Regions from separate parts of the Podarcis muralis genome. Here region 1 is linked to region 2. The links are chromatin contacts, called in public Hi-C maps. All regions are on one chromosome and are shown on one strand. Each heading gives the region's core, a stretch centred on a gene start, on an enhancer-like site or on the middle of the called end of the contact. The rest is flanking DNA. Distances are from core to core; before and after follow the strand shown. Region 1 holds the start of SYNGR4 (synaptogyrin 4). Region 2 holds the start of GRWD1 (glutamate rich WD repeat containing 1).

What was found. Hi-C and Micro-C count contacts between places; a contact is called where the count stands out from the background.
Region 1: a Hi-C map of blood shows a contact between it and region 2, with 7 times the contacts expected there. The contact joins the promoter of SYNGR4 here to the promoter of GRWD1 in region 2. A contact is called at or near these places in 2 of 3 Hi-C or Micro-C datasets (blood and tail).

The regions. Positions count from the first base shown.
Region 1 is chr13:18,358,547-18,365,041 of rPodMur119.hap1.1, forward strand. It overlaps SYNGR4 (synaptogyrin 4), which reads right to left and starts at 2,589. Exons shown (of 5, transcript XM_028701585.2): 1 at 2,508-2,589; 2 at 275-416. The coding sequence starts at 370. It overlaps LOC114581445 (transmembrane protein 143), which reads left to right and starts at 3,014. Exons shown (of 7, transcript XM_077917056.1): 1 at 3,014-3,854. The coding sequence starts at 3,660.
Region 2 is chr13:18,206,058-18,213,246 of rPodMur119.hap1.1, forward strand. It overlaps GRWD1 (glutamate rich WD repeat containing 1), which reads right to left and starts at 2,874. Exons shown (of 7, transcript XM_028703249.2): 1 at 2,562-2,874; 2 at 1,635-1,752; 3 at 1,262-1,427; 4 at 967-1,180; 5 at 711-853. The coding sequence starts at 2,859. It overlaps LOC114581490 (a long non-coding RNA gene), which reads left to right and starts at 4,117. Exons shown (of 3, transcript XR_003703346.2): 1 at 4,117-4,244; 2 at 6,110-6,185.

The sequences.
Region 1 (6,495 bases), core at 1,339-3,838, 150 kb after region 2:
TGAGTGCAAGTTGGTGTTGGTGCATTTTACACTTGCATATTCCGCAGGTATAGGGCAACCTTTGCATAAATGCCCCTGAAAGTGTCTGGTGATGTCCAAACAATGCATGTTCTACTGAGATATGTTCTTTGGAATTTCATAGTTTGTAATAGGAAAAAAAATGAAAGTAATTCTGGTGGGATTGTTTTGATTCAAAACCAAATTAATGTCTAAATATGATCCTGAATTTAGAAGTCATGGAACTGGTGTTTGATTTTGTTGTACTTTTTCTCACCCCTGCCAGCATCCGAGCAATGATCTGAGGTCTTATGAAGAAGTGCACCAGGTCATGGTCTGAGAATTCCCGCAAAGTTGTAATCACTTTCCTCATTCTGTAGTTTCCTTTTTGTCACTAGAAGAAAGCTGGATTTTGAGAGCTGCGGGAAACAAAAGTTGGGAAACATGAAATAGATTAGAAAAGAAGCATGAGGCAGGAAAACACTACTAAGTTTCTACCTACCAACACCTGAAAATTCAAAAGTAGTACAGTTTATCAAGGCATCTTTCCGAGACCTACAAGGGTCTCGCCCAATCACCAGACTCTAAGGTGAGTATCTGACCACTGTCATGCCAAAAGCACAGTAAAGCCAATAAAATTAACTTAATAAATTTCTTCTCTACATCTGTTTAGATTAGAATTTACGAAGAAGCAAAGCAAATGTATAATCTTAACTGATATGTAGTTGAAGTTTTGTAAAGATTAAATTGATTGGGTGGTTCAGTTCAGGCAGTGCTTCATTTGCTTTTTTAAAAGCCCATAAGGTTGGGAAACCTTAATGAAGCAATAAGTAATAGTGCACTGGGATGAGACTGACCGAAATTTAATTTAATTGCCAATATATATATATATTGCCCTGAAACTGCAGTAGTGAGAAATTTGCATTTTTATTTTTCAATGAGAACTATGGAGTTTTATTACAGATCTTGGGAAGGATTCACCTAACCAGGCCCTTAGCAGAAATCCTGTGCAAGAGCTTCCACTTGCACAACAGGGCTTTCCCTTCTCCTCTCCCCTCCACCCCCTGCAATTGGTTCTGAGGAGTTAGGGGGAATCCCTAGAACAACACAACGCAGAAGAATGGGGGGTGGATGTGTTGCACAGATGGAATTGCCTGGAAAAGCAAGACATTGAACTCCAACCTTTGATACTTGCTGTCTTTTGATTCCACAAGCATCATATGGCAATTCTTCTGAGATAATTACTCTTTAAATAATTGCCTAAATTATGGACAGGCTATGAACATTTTGGATTAGACCAATCTAGTATGTGCTCCAGGCCTAATGTACTGGAACTAACCATGCATTATACAAGCATTATGGGCTTGAATAAGATTTCTCCAAATTTACCCCAAAGTTATATTTTACAAAATGAATCTGAGCAAGCTTCTTGAAATTATTCAGTAAAATCATGGGCAATAGTTTATTGCACAGCACACCGCACCATCATGAAGCCCCAACAGCCAAACTAGCACCGATCAAAAATTGAACTTGTTTTGTATGGCAGACAAGTGTTCCCCCAGTTTCTGTCTTTGTTTTCTGCACCTAATTAATCTATTGATTTTCCAAGCAAGTAAACGAAACTCGAGAATTGTTTTGACTTCTAACTTTCCTGTATTTTTAAACATTTTCTGCTTCACACATCTTATAAAAACAGAACGAAACGTTGCATGGATACATTCCCTGACCCCCGCCATAAAGAGCATGCCTGCAGTTTATTTCTCACTGTTTCTCATCAAAATAGGTTTGGTGTGAACCTGGCTGTATCCTTTGACCTTTTCCCCTTCACCATTAAAATCAAAATCAGAACTTATCTACTTGGACATTTCCCATTCACCACAGTAGTGGGGCAAGTAACAAAGTGGCCTGTATCTTAAACGTTCATTGGTAAATATGAAACTCATTGAGGCTATTTCCATCAAAAGCAGGAGTCAGCAAGTGCGGTGCTTAATGAGTGTTGGGTTTAGATAAGGAGACATGGGCTCAAATCCCTGCTTGGCTATTAATCTCGCAGGACTGCTGTGCAAGAGTGCCTATCTTTCAACCTAAACTATTATCCAGGAGTGGTGTGAGGAGATATTATGAAAGCCCAATTATGGCCCTTTCTGACAGGAATAAAAAAAAATATGCTCCTTGGCATCACGGGACTGACCACTTGCGCCTCCTCAAAAACTGATGAGGAACTCGCTGTATTACCACATCTCAGTTCCTCTTTTGTAAAAAAAAATCCTTAATAAACCCAGTTTCTTCCTCACCTCCCACCCCTTCAGAAACTCCCTTAGACTTGGAGGTTATTTTCCCGCCTTTTGCGCCCCCGCGCACGGAGGGTGGGGAAAACAAATAGAGCGTGTGAGCGAACTCGAAGCCTGACTGGTCGGACAGCCGCCGCCTCAGCAAGGCAGTTGGAAAAGAACGGTTGATATAGGGCGGGGCGCCAAAGGAGCGCGCGACGGCGTGCGCGAGGATCCTACAATTCTGTATGCTGGAGCAGACCGCAGACAAAGCTGCGCGTGCGCAGTTTGCACCGACAGCCCGAAAAGTGGAGGCGGGTGCGGGGAAAGGACGTGTTGCACGCTCAGTTTAGCTAAGGAGAGGGGGGGGGGGAGAACGATTCTCTGCGCCTGCGTGTTTCTGAAGTTGAAGTATTCTTTTGCCCGTCCGCAACGTGGACCGTGACTCTGTCATGGACATAGAGTTTATAGAGAAAGGGTTAGAGTGATGAAACGATCGAATTTGCAGTTAAAAAATGAAGGGAAGTCTGCCTTTTGCCGGCGTAGAAAGGCGTCGCTCTGAATCACAGAAATGATATGCTGAAACTCTTGTATAAACTATGTAGGAAATGGGAGTGAAAAACCAGTTTTTAAACTGTGCATAATTAACCCTGTGCATGATACCCTTCTACAATTTTCTAGATCTGTAGCATAAACTCGCGAGCACAGTGCTGAACGGCTAAGCAAGCGCCTGACGTACAGGAGAGCTGAAGTCAAAGGCGCTAGTGCGCTTGCGGGGGAAAGGATGCTCCGCCCCCCGGGGCACAAATAAGGAACGAAGGGCGGGAAAGAAGCTTGCGCGTGCGCACTAAGACCAATGTCAGCCCAGAGGTTAGGAACCTACTCCCTTGTATGGTGGGCTTCCCGCCCTCCGCCCCGTTTGAAACGGGCCCAAAGTGAATGCAAAGGCTTTTTCTTCCAGGAGGAGGAAGGAATCACTGCTTAGTCTGTAAGTTGGTGAGAGCATCGCTATTCTCATCAGTTCAGCCAACTATTAATGTGTTTTGGGGCAGTGACCTTTGACCTCACCCCACCTCCTGTTTGGCTGATCTGATTTGGACCAGGCCCACTTACACAGGTGGTGGTGGCACTGTTGTGCAGAAGACCTCTGACCTGGCTGCTCTGGCCAAGGCTCTGACCGCAAGGAGCCTTCCCTCCCCTGTCCAGGGACAGTTCTTGGCCTCCATGGTGCGGCCAAGACTTTGGAAGTCTTTGACTTTGTTGCTTTGAAGAAAGATGTGCCCGTTACTGGCTAATGCCCGCTGTATCCCACTTGCAAATTAGGGTCGTTTTTGAAAGCCTTTGGAAAGGAAGCTGAACATGCCTGACTGGTAAACCTTGAACTTTCCTAGAATGCTGTGTGCAGCGCGGTTAGCCTTAGGGGCTGGGGTTGTAGGGTTGCCATCCCGTGGCAAGGCCTCCCTCGTCGCCAAGATGGTGAAATACCGGAAGATGCGGAGACCAGTGGAGCCAGAGAACTGGACGGTGGACTATCGGGAGAGATACATCCCCTTTTCCAAGGACTACCTGGTTGATGCTCTAGTGAAGGTATAACATGGGCTCTGCATGGGTTCATAATAAGTTATGAACATAGTGTTGTGACTGGGCTTTTTTTTTTTTTTTTGCTGGGGTGGGTCAGTCTGTATGATGCTTGAGCCCCTTCTGATCCCCTGGATCCAGCAAGGGTTAAAAGCTAACAACGAATTCCATTGTTAAATTAGTCCAGCAAGGGTCGTAGTTGCCACCTAAGTACCATATAAGTATGGTCATTAGTATAACAGGAGATTGCCCTGTGCCAGAGGGCAAATGGGTGCCCCCCCCCACCTGACTGGTAGTGAGAAAGACGGTAGGCAGAGTTGTGTGTCAAACCTGGGTTGGAATCAGAGAGAGCCATGCTTGATCTCTGCTTGAATCCAACGCTGTGGCTGGGAGAAGCAAGACTGTTTGCAGTGTTAATGCTGTGAGCCCTTCCATCGTAGGCTAAGGTTGTATATACGTGTAAATAAACCAGATATCCTAAAGACACCACAGTCTCCACTGTCCCTCATTCCAAGGAAACCAAACCTTGGGGAAGCGCCTGGAACCCCTGGAAATCTCGCACCGCTCAGAAATTGGGGTGGTGTGCAACAATATGTTGCGTGTCAGACTCAGAATCCTCTTCTCAGCTAGCTTGTCGTACTTAAGGTTGTACAGCTAAGCTGAAGCTAAACTTAAATGAATACATATGGCAATTGGCTTACTTTTGCATGAGGCATTCAGATCCTTGAGTGCTGTACTGTATAGCATTTATTGGCCCAGTAACTTGGGCTACCTTGGTACAGAAGATGTTTTGTTTTACAATGATTGTATGTGTTCTTGGGTGCAACTCATTCTATATTGAAGCCTGCTCCTCCCAGCCACCCACCCCAATCCCAGAGCCTGCTGCATCCTGATGCTTGGTGTGGAAACAGTACGAAACTTTTGCTCTTTAACACATCTTGCATTCTACAAGAGTGCGTGGTGTTGAATCTAACAAGCGATGATGGCCCTTCTAGAAAGTTTAATCGCTACTAGGATGGCCCAAGTAGGGGTATGTGAAGAGCACAGACATTAAGAAATGAATATTTGGGTGTGGGAAAACTTAATGACAATGGCTGGTCCAAGTAAAATTTATGTCTAATAATTTAAGAGTATTTAAGCTGACTTTCAACACACAATCATAAGGTACTGAGCAAGATTAGAAATGCCAGAAGCTACTATACTGTATATCACTGGGCATACTTAAGTATAGTAAACAAACTTTGCATGATAGTTCCTGAGATCAAGGAGCAGGTTTCTTTCTGTGTTTGGATACAGTTGGGTGTGCTTCTGAATCAAGATGACAGACTGAACATTTCATAACTAGCCTGATTTTAACTACTGATTTTTTGGTTTCTTGGAATTTCTGAGCAAATTGGATGAGGCTGCTAGTATACAATACATTCAGTTAAAGCACTAAAAAATTAATATTAATAGAATAAAATCCGCAATAAGAAAACTTCAACTAATTTCCAAATATCTGGTATAATAAGAATATCTTCATCAGTTCCTTCCTTGAGGAGGAAGGGTGGGATATAAATTAAATAAATACAGGCGGTGACCATTTCACACGGGGATTCGATTCCCAACCCCTGCATATGTTGGCAGAGTGCGTATAAGCACATCTCGCCCCCATTATGCCCCTGTTAAGCCGCCTTCTGTGCATTGGTGATCATGCATCAGTTGGATGTGCCTAAAATGGTGGCTGCCTGTAATAGGAAATAATAATAAAAGAGTCGGGGAAGTGAATGAGTTTTTTGAAGGGGATTTTTCTGTAGCTCCGAAGCCACTACACTATTTGCTGAACAAGTGTAAAATGAGGGAAGTGAAGGCAGAAAGGGGATGTGGATTATTGAGAAGAGGGCTGTTGTTCCAGAGCAGAAAAGGAAGAAAGGGATATAAGGAGAGGTGAAAGAGATAGTTAAGGAGATAGTTAAGAGCTTCTAGCATTCCAGGATTTCCCTGCGGTTCAGAAATTGTATGATGTTACTCTGGAGACCCTTGGGAACTCCATTGTATATATTATTATCAACCTTATTAACATATTTTTATCTTCAGTATGTGAATGGAATATTTTGATAGGAGCTTTATGTCAGAGAGGAAAGCCCCCCTTTGTGAATTGGGAGAAGGAAGGAAAGAACAGAGTGGCTGCATGTTCTTGGAGAGCATCACCTTCAGAAGCTAGGTCAAGAGAATGCCTTCCTGACACGTTTCATTGACAAACAGATAGGGATAGCTGGTGGCCCTCTGGGCTGGCGACACTGAACAATATGGAGCAGGCTTAGTGCTAAGTGTGCAATGAGATCATGCTCCATTGCGAGTAGGTATGTGGGGTGTGGGTGTATAGAGAGAGAGAGAGCACTATATGTTTTCCCACCTTGATGTTAACGGTGTATGGAACCTGCAGCAAGCACCTTTTGTATTTTCTTTTATTTCCATCCAGGATTTCTTTCTCGCTGACTTGGCCACCCCAGCTATAGTCAAGAGACTTATAAAGTAAGGACCAGAAGACTATCTACTCCTTTCTCCCCCTCCCCTGTGGGAGGTGTAAAACATACAAAAGCCAATTATAAATTACCTAATGTTTGAGCTTCACTCACTCATGTGTATACTCATAGGAATATAAGAAAGT
Region 2 (7,189 bases), core at 1,624-4,123:
AACATAGCGGAGGCCTGGCAGGGGTCTTAATATGGCCCCTGTAAGGCAGTCCCCACCCCTAAGAAATCCCCACCCGATGTCTTATCAAGCTGGGGGCAGGTAATAATACAGCTGCAGAGGATCAGGAGTTGTTCTTTGACAAGCGGAGCTTACATTCAATTCCTCTGAAATGCAGTGGCAAATGCAAGCTACACTGGAACTGGTTCCAGAGTGGAACTTCCAAGTAGAACCAACCCCTACAGAAAGTGCAGCTTGTAGCTGCAACTGACAACAAGACCAGCTTCTTTTGCCCACACAATTTGGTTTCAAACCATAAAGGCAGCATAAAGGAAAATCATTAATTTCAAAGCATGTGAGGAATGGAAAACTGTGGGCAAAAGAACATTTTTGCTGTACAATACCAGCTTAAATTCAAGCCCACCTGCAAAGGAAAACTTCACCTGACACCAGGATCTGATCTTCGACTTAGCTTTTTTAAAAAATACAAATCAAGGCCAATCTGATTTCAGATTCCATTAAACCAACCTTGTGGCCAAGCATATGCAAGAGAAATAATAGGCAACTGCCTTTTTAAAAAATAAAAAATGCAGCCTTAGCTGATTTGAAATACTTTGATTAAGTCCAAGGTAATTAGGAAGCACATTAACATTTCCCCAAGCTCAGAAATTTTTGCTGTAAAGCAAGCTGCACCCATCACACCACTTCCTCACCGTAGCTTCATTTGGGGACCACTGGAGGTCTTCGACTGATGCAGTGTGGGCTGTGAAAGGCCGCTGGTCTACAAGCCATGATCCATCTTCCTTAGGTGTCCACAGATGGATGTTCTTGTTGCAATCACCAGTCAAAAGAGTCCCTGGAATAGGTAAGGCACAAGTTATTCTGAACTGCGGTCCTGCCGGTCCAGGTCTCCTGTGCCTACATTCCCGGCTCTGCCAACTCCATTCCCGTTCCATCCCAGCTGATTACCTGGTTTCTTGGGAGACCAGTCCATAGCAAATCCTTCCGTCATATGCCCAGCGAATGAGAAGACAGGTTTGATCTTGGCCTGCTCTTCTCGCAGAAAGGCTGCCATGGCTTGAGAGTCGGACAGGGCCACGAGGGGGCGCTGTAGGTCGTATATGTCCACCTGCCCCTTCTCAGACCAAACCGCTGCGATCTGTGATCCACCCAATTCTGTCACCTATCGAAACAACAACAGACCATTAAGGTAGAGAACTTTGCCAGAGCAGAGTGAGAGACCAGCAGGAAATATGGCTCGTACCCGAACTCTGTTAATACCCCCATAATGGGGGACCATGGCCAGTTCCAATTGGGGTTTTTTCTCTTCGTCTTCATCACTTTCACTGTCGCTGCTACTCTCTGACCCTGAAGAATCCTTGCCAGCGCGTTTGGTCCCATAGAGGTGGTGCATCTTCATCACCATCAGCCTATTTGCAGGGGGGGGGGGGAGAGAAAACGAGAGACATTTAAATGGTGGGAACTACAGTTCCCAGCATTCCAGACAACTGACCGCAAAGCTGAATCTAACAAGGGAAGGCCAGGGGTCCCACATCCCTGCCACAGGCCCGCTTGTCCTGGCTTCAGTAGGACAAGTGTAGCTGGCTTGTTGGAAGCCAAGCTCCTCACAAACTCACCTGTTGGCATTGGCAGTTTCAGCCTGAGTTCCAGCACAAAGGAGAAGGCTCAGCGGGTAGGTGGTTCGATTCTCTCCCAGGGCATCTCGCAAAATGTCAAAGCTCAAGCAAGGGGAACCTGCACAGGGTCGGAGGAGACACAGGGACATCAGCATTCATTTCTGTGGCAATTCCCCTCTTTGCCCCGTATCTACTGTGAGTTTTCTTCATCACGATGATTTACAGTCATTACCTTCCTTGCGGAATGCAAACAATTGTTTATATCTTAACATATACACATATGCAACACATGGTGGTATGTAAATTTACTGCAGATTTAGTTTTAGGCCTCTCTGCCAGAAATGTTTATGCTGAAATTGCTTTGTGGTGTTTTTAATATTTGTCTCACCTTTTTGATATAAGTAGTACAACAGGTCTGGCACAGCCCTCAGCTTCTAGTTCTGTACTCACAGTTACTAACTTTGTGGAAAAACATGCAGTGGAATCTATTTTGAATCTTACTATTTAGCCACAGCTCTTGCAACTTTACCAACGTGGCTGGTGAGAATTAAGAGGTCATGGGTTTGCTACAAATGAGGTTCAGTGCATACCCCTTGTTGTTTTAAACTTATCCACACACACACACACCCCATATCTTCTGGCCCCTAAAGGACGCTCCTAACCTACAGCCACTCATCATATGCCATGCCACATTCCCATAATATTTGTGGCTGAGGTCTTTAGGAGTCAGGCTCGCCTATACAATCAAACTAACCCATGTGTGGCCCACATCGAAGAACCAATGCATCTATACCCTGACAAATTCCCACCTCCATTCCTCCCTGTCTACAATCTTGGAATCCTTTCCCGTTCACCTTAGCAAGCGTCCCCTTCCTTTCCAGTCCAAAAAGACAGACCCCCCCTCCTTTCTCCAATACATGATCTGACCTGTGCCTGCGCGATGATAGAGGCGATAGGCACCCTCGTCCATCACCAGTTCTTCCCCAGGTGCTGGAGGGGCCCCCTGTCCTGGCACATAAGCTCCCCCTCGACCCTTCTCTTCGTCTTGCCCCTTCTCCTCCATTTCCATGTCCTCATCCTCCTCATTGCTGCTACTGGAGCCGCTGCTCGGCTCATTCCATGTGCTGGGCTCCTCCATCTTGAAAGCGGGCAGCTGCTCTCCATAGCCACGCCCCACTATGGGCTCGGCTTCCCATTTCCTCTTTCGATGACGTATACTCAACATAGACGCAGAAATTGGAGACTAACGCGAGCACCTCGATTTACAGTGTCCATATTTCTCTTTGAGGAGCTCGTTAGCATGACTTCTCTGCATGTAAAGCTCTGACTTTTGAGTTGCGAGGGCATTCCAGAGACCACTTTAAATTGATTTAAACTTTAAATACCGCTGAGGTGTATTTTGTATGGAAGATTTTCAATTTTCAAAATAACTCCGTCGGGTGAGAAGCTAGACCTTCCTTATTTTTTTAAAAAAAGATTTACTTTTCAAGTTTATACACTTCACTAAATTTGAAATCATTTTGACATTTCAAAACTTCACTTCCTCCCCCCTCTTTCTACGGTTTATTAAATTTATTTTTAATATCTTCTGCATGTCCGAATTACCTTAATTTGCTCATTTATTCATCTTTAAATATATGAAACTGCAGGTTATTACAATAATGCTGCCAATGTTTTTATCTATTTACAATTTATCTAAATATTCAATAAACCATTTCCATTCTTTTATGAAAATTGTGTCATCTTGATGTCTTATTCTTCTGGTAAGTTTCGCCATTTCTGCAAATTCCGTAAGTTTTTGTATCCATTCTTCCTTTGCTTCTTTCCATTTTATGGCAAGTAACATTCTTGCCACTGTAGTAGCATACAAGAATAAGTTTCTATACGGTTTAGGTAGTTCTGTCCCTAAGAAGCTATACCTTTTTTATCATCAATAGCTTTGGGATGTTTCATAGGAAGCGAATAATAAATTAATAATAAAGTTGTTAAGCACCGTTTAACAAGGCTGCTTGTTGTGCCAAAGGCTGGAGGTGGTGTAGCGTTAATGTTTTAATATAAAATCCCTGGACTTCAATTGCAGAGTTCTTGTAACTTATTCAGCTTCAGCGCCCCATCCTACCCGTTAGGAATAAAAAAGAAGGCTGAGTATTTGATTTGCATTTGCGGCACAATTTGCAAATATTTTGAGACTTTATACAAACAGACACGCACATTCGTCACAAAAAACAAGAACTTAAAAGAGTATAAAACCACGTTTCAAGTAGATTCTACTTAGGGGCACGCTTCTGCCCAACCATAGCTACATATTCCTGAATTTCTGCTTTGTGTCCTATGGGCTGCTATCACTTTCACTCGACATCCGAGGGGAAATTACGTCAAAACGATCATTGTCCCGTGTTTGACTATTGGAATGATCGCTCTAAAATTTTTGGTCTACGTTTCTCAAAAGGGAAACGCTAATTCACTTAAAAGGAAAAAGGAGCAGGTGGCCATATTGGAAAACGTTATTCATTCTCCCTCTCCCGGTTGGAGTTCAAAAATCCTGCCCCTAGTAACTCAGCGGGTCAAAGTCTTCCTTCCGCACTTTGAATTCAAATTAAGATATTTTAGGTAAGAGAGTTTAGAAGCCTTATTAAGCGTTAGCACCCAGTCACATTTTTTAAAAGCAGAATGCCGCCATCTTTATTAAGGGAAACTGCTGTTTTAAATAAATGCAGTCTTACAGAAGTTTCTCTCTGAAAGTCAGCGCTGGAAATCAGAGTTGTGGGAAGATGGAATGGCGGTAGCCCTTTTTTATGGTTTGCGCGGCTTTATTCCTCATTGAAAACACGGTAAAAGGTGAGCGCCATTTTGAGTATGGGCAGAGAATGCCTGCCGCCATTTTGAGAGGCGCTACTCCCGGACCGCCACCATCTTAGAAAAGGGCAGTCGGCAGCCGCGCTGTCTCTAAAGAGGCCGTGCACTGCATACCGATGCACCTATTAATTTCCCCCCGAAACGGCCATTTTAAGTGTGGGCAAGTTTATCAAAGGACATTTTGGAACAGGGCAGAGGACTCCCTTCCCCCACAAAGAGCGCTATCCCGAAGCGCCATTTCAGAAAAGGGCAATTGGTTCCATTACCATGGCAACCGACTATTCACCGCAGCCTTATTGATTTATTTAAATTTTGTTTTTAAAGTGCTACTGAAAGGCTCAGTGGTATCCTCCACTTCAGGCGCCTGTTGCTTTTCTCCCCATAAACCCAGCCGCGGTAATTCTATAAATTATTCTACTTCACAGCACTTAAAAATTCCTATCCTCTCGTTGTTCTCTCCTCACTTTCAATGAATTAATTATCTAGTTAAAACGCACACAAATGCGCAGTTTTGACTACTGAGATAGGAACATAGGAATCTGCCTTATGTTGAGTCAGACAATTGGTCCATCTTGCTCAGAATTGTCTACACTGACTGGCAGCTGCTCTCCAGGGCTTCAGGCAAGAGTCTCCCAACTCCACCCAGAGATGCTGCAGATCGAACCAGGGACCTTTGGCTTGCACTGAGCTATGGCCCTTCATATTGCAATAACCGGAACAATGTCATCAATCCGCTAACCCAGAAATAGTACCTTGGGTTAAGAACTTTGCTTCAGGATGAGAACAGAAATTGTGCTCTGGTGGCGCGGCAGCAGCAGGAGGCCCCATTAGCTAAAGTGGTGCTTCAGGTTAAGAACAGTTTCAGGTTAAGAACGGACCTCCGGAACAAATTAAGTACTTAACCCGAGGTACCACTGTATAAGTAAGACATCCGTGAAAGTGGTTTAAAGGTTTTTATTACAAACATAGGAGTTTATATACGCAGAAGAACAAAAGCAGCCAGCCATACCAAGCAAACTAGATTATTAGTTTATTTTTAGTACTAGGCCTTAGCCATGGCATATGCATAATAAGTACTTGTGTCTCTGAGCATGGGCAGACTGTTCCTGAATAGCCACAGCTAGCTCTCAAACATTTGGGATTTCTGGCAGGATTTCTATGTCAAAGGAGGTGATTTTTGGAGCAGGTGCGAACTGCAGTATTTATTTTCTTAGGAATTAATTGCCTGGATAGCTCTGTTGGTTAGTGTATGGTGCTGATACCACAGAGGTTGCAGGTTTGATCCCCATATGGGGCAGCTACATATTTCTGCATTGCAGGGGATTGGACTAGATGATCCTCAGGGTCCCTTTTGCGTCTACAATTCTATGATTTCTAGTCCCAACCATTCTTGGAAGACAGAATTAAGTATGACTTCAACTATGTCATTTTCCACCACGTAAAACAAAACCAAATAAAAATAGTCACAAATAGTCTCCTTTCCTACAGTTGCCTAGCTTATGCTGCACTTACCTGGGCGTAATCACCATTGATTCCAATGGGGCTCAATTTTGAGGGATTACATAGGAGTGCGCCTGTTAGTACCTCATTCACTTTTCTCCCTTTTTCTTATTCAAAAGGTTATCCACTGGATTTCAGCAGGACATAGGGACTGACGTGACTTGCCTGCTAGAGAAGGAGTACTGTACTTACATGGTGAGTTTACATTGAAACAGCTCACTTAGTCAGCTACGAATGATTATGCCTCTGTGTGAGTAGAGAACTTTAGAAGATTCTGCTGACAAAGTTGCACTAATTCTGTATTTTGGATTTTTGACCAAACTCTCAAGGAATTCAAGAAGTATGAGGAGATGTTATTATATGTAATATCCTTTTACTGAAAGAGATTTCCCCAGAACCCAGCCAATATGGGTGTGGCTGAGAAAATATAAGAAGCTTTCAGGGAGAGGACAATTTGAACTATAAAATCCCTACTTTTGTGTCAGGGGCAGTGGGAACACACAAAGTTTTTAGGATCGCCAACTTTTGAAATAAAAAAATGGTGGCTGGATGTGGAGCCAAGTACAGATCTGGCAGTGGCAGAGTCAGGTTTTGGGGGGTTAATCTAATAATAATAATAATAATAATAATAATTTTTATTTATACCCCGCCCTCCCCAGCCAAGGCTGGGCTCAGAGCGGCTTACAAGCAATAATAAATCTAGCCAAGTCAGAGTTGTCAGAGTCCTCTAGATCCTAAGCAAAATACACACACACACTGGTTAAAGGATAAAATAGCAAAATCCTCTTGCTCTTGAGTGGTTTAAAAATGGCAGGAGAGAGCAGCAAAAGGCCCACCACCTCAAGGTGTATGCCTTTAACAGCTGCATGGCAATGCCACTGTAGAATATCTGGATTTTTTACTGTCAAAGTCCTTGTCAAGACAAAGAAAGGTGACAACCTTACTGTGCAATCTCCTGTGTCACTGAGTGCATACTCAACTAGGTGAAAATAAAATAAAAGGGCAAAAGCAATACTTCAATCACAGCATAAGCTCCTTTCACCCACCCTAGTCCATTATATTCATGTGGATTTTGCTTATTCTTGCATACACTCCCAACATTTTAAATTGAAACTCCCAATTGAGTTCCCCAATTTTCATACTTACTGAGCCCTCTCCACTGTACAAACAGTGTACACTCAGGTCTCAGTTCAGAGCCT